Linked DNA regions of Pan troglodytes: region 2 is linked to region 1. Evidence: chromatin contacts called from public Hi-C data. All regions are on one chromosome and are shown on one strand. Each heading gives the region's core, a stretch centred on a gene start, on an enhancer-like site or on the middle of the called end of the contact. The rest is flanking DNA. Distances are from core to core; before and after follow the strand shown.

Evidence for each region. A called contact is a pair of places that touch in the nucleus more often than the background predicts.
Region 2: a Hi-C map of stem cell-derived neural progenitor cells shows a contact between it and region 1, with 3 times the contacts expected there. The contact joins two enhancer-like sites. A contact is called at or near these places in 5 of 7 Hi-C or Micro-C datasets (blood, induced pluripotent stem cells, a lymphoblastoid cell line and 1 more), 1 of 1 datasets of contacts at active chromatin or transcription factors (stem cell-derived excitatory neurons) and 1 of 1 other capture datasets (stem cell-derived neural stem cells).

What each region holds. Positions count from the first base shown.
Region 1 is chr20:4,798,355-4,801,839 of NHGRI_mPanTro3-v2.0_pri, reverse strand. No RefSeq gene overlaps it. Among named protein-coding and RNA genes, the nearest start is that of GADD45B, 3.5 kb to the left of the region's middle. Within about 2 kb of position 2,174, at least 4 of the 24 cell types and tissues checked have an H3K27ac peak or open chromatin away from gene starts, as enhancers often do. A contact at or near this core is called in stem cell-derived neural progenitor cells and stem cell-derived neural stem cells, where this site is marked.
Region 2 is chr20:4,945,082-4,948,599 of NHGRI_mPanTro3-v2.0_pri, reverse strand. The region is part of intron 2 of GNG7 (G protein subunit gamma 7); the gene reads left to right. Among named protein-coding and RNA genes, the nearest start is that of GNG7, 93 kb to the left of the region's middle. Within about 2 kb of position 1,684, at least 9 of the 24 cell types and tissues checked have an H3K27ac peak or open chromatin away from gene starts, as enhancers often do. A contact at or near this core is called in stem cell-derived neural progenitor cells and stem cell-derived neural stem cells, where this site is marked.

The DNA.
Region 1 (3,485 bases), core at 925-3,424:
TGGGTTCAAGCGACTCTCCTGCCTCAGCTTCTCAAGTAGCTAGGACTACAGGCGCCCTCCACCACACCTACCTAATTTTTTGTATTTTTAGTAGAGACAGGGTTTTGCCATGTCGGCCAGGCTGGTCTCGAACTCCTGACCTCAAATGATCTGCCTGCCTCGGCCTCCCAAAGTGTTGGAATTACAGGTGTGAGTCACCGCATTTGGCTTTAAACAAAATAAATTTTTAAAAATTTATCCAGCCTAGAGGTTTTTGCATTCATTCAGAGTTAAAAAAAAAAATGTGGCCGGGTGCGGTGGCTCACGCCTGTAATCCCAGCACTTTGGGAGGCTGAGGTGGGCAGATCCCGAGGTCAGGAGATCGAGACCATCCTGGCTAACACAGTGAAACCCTGTCTCTACTAAAAATACAAAAAATTAGCCGGGCGTGGTGGCGGGCACCTGTAGTGCCAGCTACTCAGGAGGCTGAGGCAGGAGAATGGTGTGAACCCAGGAGGTGGAGCTTGCAGTGAACCGAGATCACACCACTGCACTCCAGCCTGGGCGACAGAGTGAGACTCCATCTCAAAAAAATAAGTAAATAAAAATAAAAAATAAAAAAACGTACTGCAGGCTGAGCATGGTGTGGGGGGGGGCTTTGAAGTGATTAGGGTTAGATGAGCTCATGAGAGTGGAGTCTTCTAATGAGATTAGTTTCTTTCTCTTTTTCTTTTTTGGGACAAGGTCTCCCTGTATTGCCCAGGCTGGAGTGCAGTGGTGTGATCATGACTTACTGCAGCCTCTGTCTCTAAGGGTAGCCTCACACCTGTAATCTCAGCACCTTGGGGGGCCAAGTGGGGAGGATCGCTTGAGCTCAGGAGTTCGAGACCAGCCTGGGCAACCTGGCAAGACTCCCATCTCTACAAATAATTTTTTTTTTGAGACGGAGTCTCGCTCTGTCACCCAGGCTGGAGGGCAGTGGTGTGATCTCGGCTACTGCAAGCTCCGCCTCCCGGGTTCACGCCATTCTCCTGCCTCAGCCTCCAGAGTAGCTGGGACTACAGGCGCCCACCACCTCGCCCGGCTAATTGTTTGTATTTTTAGTAGAGATGGGGTTTCACCGTGTTAGCCAGGATGGTCTCGATCTCCTGACCTCGTGATCCGCCCACCTCGGCCTCCCAAAATGCTGGGATTACAGGTGTTAGCCACCGTGCCTGGCCTTTTTTTTTTTTTTTTTTTTTTTTTTTTTTTTTTTTTTTGAGACGAAGTCTCTCTCTGTCTCCCAGGCTGGAGTGCAGCGGCACAATCTCAGCTCACTGCAACCTCTGCCTCCCGGGTTCAAGTGATTCTTCTGCCTCAGCCTCCCAAGTAGCTGGGATTACACTGCGCCCGGCTAATTTTTAGTAGAGATGTGGTTTCACATCTTGGCCAGGCTGGTCTCGTACTCCTGACCTCATGATCCACCTGCCTCGAGTTCCCAAAGTGCTGGGATTACAGGTGTGAGCTACCACACGCAGCCACAAATAATTTTTTAAAAATTAGCCAGGTCTGATGGGCACACCTGTAGTCCCAGCTACTCGGGAGGCTAAAGCAGGAGGATCACTTGAGCCCAGGAGTTTGAGGCTGCAGTGAGCTATGATCGCACCACTGCACTCCAGCCTGGGCGACAAAACAAGGCCCTGTCTCAAAAAGAAAAAAAAAGTGGGGGCGGGCTGGGTGCAGTGGCTCATGCCTGTGATCCCAGCACTTTGGGAGGCCAAGGAGGGCAGATCACTTGAGGTCAGGAGTTCAAGACTAGCCCGGACAACATGGCGAAACCCCGTCTCTACTAAAAATACAAAAAGTTGGCCAGGCGTGGTGGCGGATGCCTGTAATCCCAGCTACTCAGGAGGCCGAGTCAGGAGACTCACTTGAGCCTGGGAGGTAGAGATTGCAGTGAGCCGAGATCATGCCGCTGCACCCCACCTGGATAACAGAGCAGGACTCTGTCTCAAAAAAAAAAAAAAAAACGGTAAAAAGTCAGGTTCAAGGGGCTCTGGGGGCAGAGGTCCCAGGCAGCAGGCACAGTATTTGAAAAGGCCCTGACGCAGGAGCTCACCTGTTGCATTTGAGGAATCCCAAGGAGGCCCTGGGGGTGGAACAGAGTGAGCAAGAGGGAGAGCCGGGAAGATGAGCTCACAGAGACGGGCTTTGGGGGCTGCGGGGAGGGGTCTGCGTGTCACTCCGGATGTAGCCAGGAAGTGATTGGCAGCGGCTGGGCTCTGACATCATGTTTTTCTGCAAAGATGAACAAGACGAGCAAGACATGACTCCTGTCCCCAGGGAGAGGTTTCGGGATGGAGCTGAGTCATCATTTGAACTTGCAGACATTTGTAAGACAGGCCTGGGGTGGGAGGAGGTGGGATCACCACGCCAGGTGGCAGCGGAGGCTACGGCGAAGGCTGAGGCACATTTGGGAAATTCTGAGGACGGTGGCAGGGGAGGGGCAGGGAAACTGTGCGCAGCAAGAGGCTGGCAGGTCTGGGACTGTGCCTCGCAGAGAGAGGGAGAAGGAGAGGCTCTGTCTGAGGTCACGTTTGACTGGTTCAAATCCCACCTGCAGCCGTCATCAGCTGTGTGTCCTTGGGTTGGTGGCTTAGCCTCCCTGAAACTCCCTCTTTTCATGGGAAAAGTCGGGTTGTGGAAATGTTTACCCAAAACAAGGACCTAGAATGGGCTTGGCATAGAAAGTGCTCCGTACACCTCCCCTACCGTAGTGACCTCGAAAGCCTCTTGAATGCCGGGCGTGGTGACTCACACCTATAATCCCAACACTTTGGGAGGCCAAGGCGAATGGATCACTTGAGGTCAGGAGTTCGAGACCAGCCTGGCCCACATGGTGAAACCCCCTCTCTCCTAAAAATGCAAAAATTAGCTGGGTGTGGCGGAAGGCGCCTGTAATCCCAGCTACTCCGGGAGGCTGAGGCACGGGAATCGCTTGAACCCAGGAGACGGAGATTGCAGTGAGCTGAGATTGCACCACTGCACTCCAGCCTGGGAGACAGAGTGAGACTCTGACTCTGTCTCAAAAAAAAACAAAAACAAAACAAAACAAAAAAAACCAGAACGGTATATCCATCAGGCAGGACATTCCTGGGGCCTAAGAGTCACCTCCCAGTGGCTGAAACAAAAGCCAGATCTCTCTCTGGTCGAGGCAAAATTTCTTGCTACACAATGGACAGGAATCATTCGCCTTGCACTGAGTATTTTACAACTTACACACTTGCTTACAGACATCGGAACAGCTGGAACCCCCGGCAGCAGGCATTGCGGACAATGCTAGCATGGTGGGCGGCTTCGGGCCTGGCTCCAGTGATCCCCCAGGGTGGTTAATTTTTTTTTTTTTTTTCTTAGAGATGGGCTTCGCTCTATTGCCCAGGCTTGAATGCAGTGACGTCGCAGCTCGCTGCAGCCTTGAACTCCTGACTTAAGGAATCTTCCCATCTCAGCCTCCCAAATAGCTGGGA
Region 2 (3,518 bases), core at 435-2,934, 150 kb before region 1:
TGTTGGGACGCTCAGGGCCTGGGGCACATTTGCCCTCCTAGGCTACCTCCTCCGCTCTAAAAATGTCCGAAGTTGGCCAGGCACCGTTGTTCACATCTGTAATCTCAACACTTTGGGAGGCCGAGGCGGACGGATCACCTGAGGTCAGGAGTTCGAGACCATCCTGGCCAACATGGTGAAAACCCGTCTCTACTAAAAATACAAAATTAGCCGGGTGTGGTGGTGGGTACCTGTAGTCCCAGCTACCCAGGAGGCTCAGGCAGGAGAATTGCTTGAACTGGGCGGTGGAAGTTGCAGTGAGCCGAGATCGCACCACTGCCTGGGCGACACAGCGAGACTCTCTCAAGAAAAAAAAAAAAAAATTCTAAGCTGTATTTTACAATTGTCTTGGCATAAAGACAAACAGAATCCAGGCTGTATTCATGATTATACACTCACAAGTATCTTATTCATCTTTTGTCGACTGGATTTTAAAACATTTCCAGGAGCCCTGGACCTGGGGCTTTTGTGCCGTGGGATCCTGGGTCCTGCCTGGGGGGCTCCTGGCTTCAGTCTTCTCACTGAGGCCCCTCCCCTCTCCCAGGCTGGGTCACCCCGATATGAAATGCCCAGGTCCCAGACACACCTTCTTTGCAGCCTGGGCTGCTACCCTGGAACTGTTTTTAAATGTGGGTGATGCTGCCCCCCAGGGGGCACTGGGCGATGTTTGGGGACGTGTGGTTATCACAACTGGGGTGCTCCTGGCATGGAGTGGGCGGAGGTCAGGGATGCTGCTCAGCACCCTGCAGTGCCCAGGATGGCCCCACCCCAGAGAAGGATGGGGCCCCAGGGGAGACCGTAGACCAAAGTCAATCCAATTATTAAAAAGAAAGAAAGATTTGGCCGGGTGCGCTGGCTCACACCTGTAGTCCCAGCACTTTGGGAGGCCAAGGCAGGCGGATCACGAGGTCGAGAGATCGAGACCATCCTGGCCAACATGGTGAAACCCGGTCTCTACTAAAAATACTAAAATTAGCTGGGCGTGGTGGCGGGTGCCTGTAGTTCCAGCTACTTGGGGAGGCTGAGGCAGGAGAATTGCTTAAACTCGGGAGGCGGAGGTTGCAGTGAGCTGAGATCACACTACTGCACTTCAGCCTGGTGACAGAGCGAGACTCCATCTCAAAAAAAAAAAGATTTTTATTTTTATTTATTTTTACTTTTCCTTTTTATTTTTTTAGAGACAGAATGTCCGTCTGTCACCCAGGCTGGAGAGCAGTGGCGCGATCCAGGCTCAGTGCAGCCTCCACCTCCCGGGTTCGAGCGATTCTCCTGCCTCGGTCTCCTGAGTAGCTGGGATTACAGGCGCCCGCCAGCATGCCCGGCTAATTTTTAATTTTTTGTAGAGACCTGGTGTTGCTCTCTTGGCCAGGCTGGTCTCGACCTTCTGAGCCCAAGTTATCCTCCCACCTTGGCCTCTCCAAGTGCTGGGATTACAGGCGTGAGCCGTTGCACCCGGCCTAAGAGATATTTTTAAATGGTATTATCAAATAAATCATTAAATAGATTCAGGCTATGCACCGTCTTGCCCACCTGCCTTCAAGCCCCACGCAGGACGGGACCCCCTCCTGCCACGGTCCTGGGACGGGGCACCTCGAGCTCACTCAGTGGTGACAGCGAGGCCGCCTGTCGGGCCATGACCAGCAGGTGGCAGCACAGTCCAGCTCCCGGGAGACCTGTCCTGGCTCCAGCTCCCAGCGTCCCAGAAACACCGCAGTCTAGACGCTCGCCAGGCGGAATTCCTCGCCCCTGAAGTCAGTCTGCGTGTAGACATTCGCGATACCAGCTCCCAGTCATCATTTCCCACTCTGCGTCTCCCAGGCTGTCTCGCCAGGGCCCTGGATCCCTGGGCTGAGCGGCTTAGTAAGGGTCGGGGTGGCGGGGAACCCTGGGCGCCGCACCCGGTGCGAGGGGCCCACTTCCCAGAAAGCAGATTGCGAGAGGGAAGCCATCCAAGGCCGGTGCCGGGCGTGGTCCTTTCTGAGAATGTTTAGGACGCTTCCCCCCACCCCGAGCCTGGCACGTGAGCCCGTTCCCCCCCTCCCACCCGCCCCCTCGTCCCCACTGCCTGATAGGAACTGAAAGTGTCAAGTTTAGTGCCCAGGAGACAGGTGTCTGCACGCTCAGGCCGACTGAAACCAAACCTGGCCTGGGAGAAACGTATCCCAGGCGCCACCTGGGTCCCTGGGGCCACTTTGGTTCAAACCTCTTCTGAAACCTGTCAGCATCTTGCAACAATGAAAGAGGGTCTCTTGTGCCTGCAATCCCAGCACTTTGGGAGGCTGAGGCGGGAGGATCGCTTAAGCCCAGGAGTTTGAGACCAGCCTGGACAAGACAGCAAGACCCCGTCTCTACTAAAAAATAAAAAAATTAGTGGCCGGGCGTGGTAGCTCATGCCTGTGATCCCACCACTTTGCGAGGCGGGTGGATCACCTGAGGTCAGGAGTTTGAGATCAGCCTGGCCAACATGGTGAAACCCCGTCTCTACTGAAAATACAAAAATTAGCTGAGCGTGGTGGCGTGCGCCTGTAATCCCAGCTACTCAGGAGGCTGAGGCAGGAGAATCGCTTGAACCCGGGAGGCGGAGGTTGCAATGAGCCAGGATCACACCACTACACTCCAGCCTGGGCCACAGAGCAAGAGTCTGTCTTAAAAAATAATAATAAATAAATAAAAATTTTAAAAAAAAGCCAGGTGTGGCAGTGCACACCTATAGTCCAAGCTGCTCGGGAGGCTGAGGCAGGAGTATTGCTTGAGTCCAGGAGGCTGAGGCTGCAGTGAGCCATGATTGCACCACTGCACTCCAGTCTGGGCGACAGGCAAGACCCTGTCTCAAAAATAATAATAATAATAATAATAATAATAAATAAAGAAGGTCTTTGTCATGTTATCCGAGGCCACCTGAGCTGTCCCCTGGGGCAGGGCCCTTGCCAGAGGCTTCCCTGTGCTGTCATCATCTTGACCCGGTGATACTAACCTCTGAGAGTTTAGGGGAGGGAGGGGGCCCTCTGCTTTTGGGAGCACTGGGTGGGGAGCCTGGCAGGTGCTCGGTGGTGGTGACGGACCTTGGCCGTTTAAGGTGCACGCTCTCCTGCTTTTCCTGTACCGTTCAATTTCCTCACTCGTGGTCAGGGAGCTCCAGAAGTGCACTGAGTTCACTGGCTCACCGAGGGTCCCCCAATGGCCCAGAGGCACCCCCAGGTCCCACTGGATTGTCCTACGGTGGCCAGTCTGCAGCTGTGAGCTCTGGGGACCGGTTTCTTTAACCCAGCCTGATGGTTTGCTGGGGCTCTGTAACCTCAAGCCACAGACCAGAGGAGGGCTTTAGCAACAGAGATTTCTTCTCTGTCTCGGTTCTGGAGGCTGGAAGTCCAAGATGGTAACAGGTGGGACCCTGTCTGCTCTGGCACTCAGGACGTGGTGCGCAAACATCACTGCAATCCACCCAGCTGTCCTGCACAACGGGATTCCAGCAATGGCCA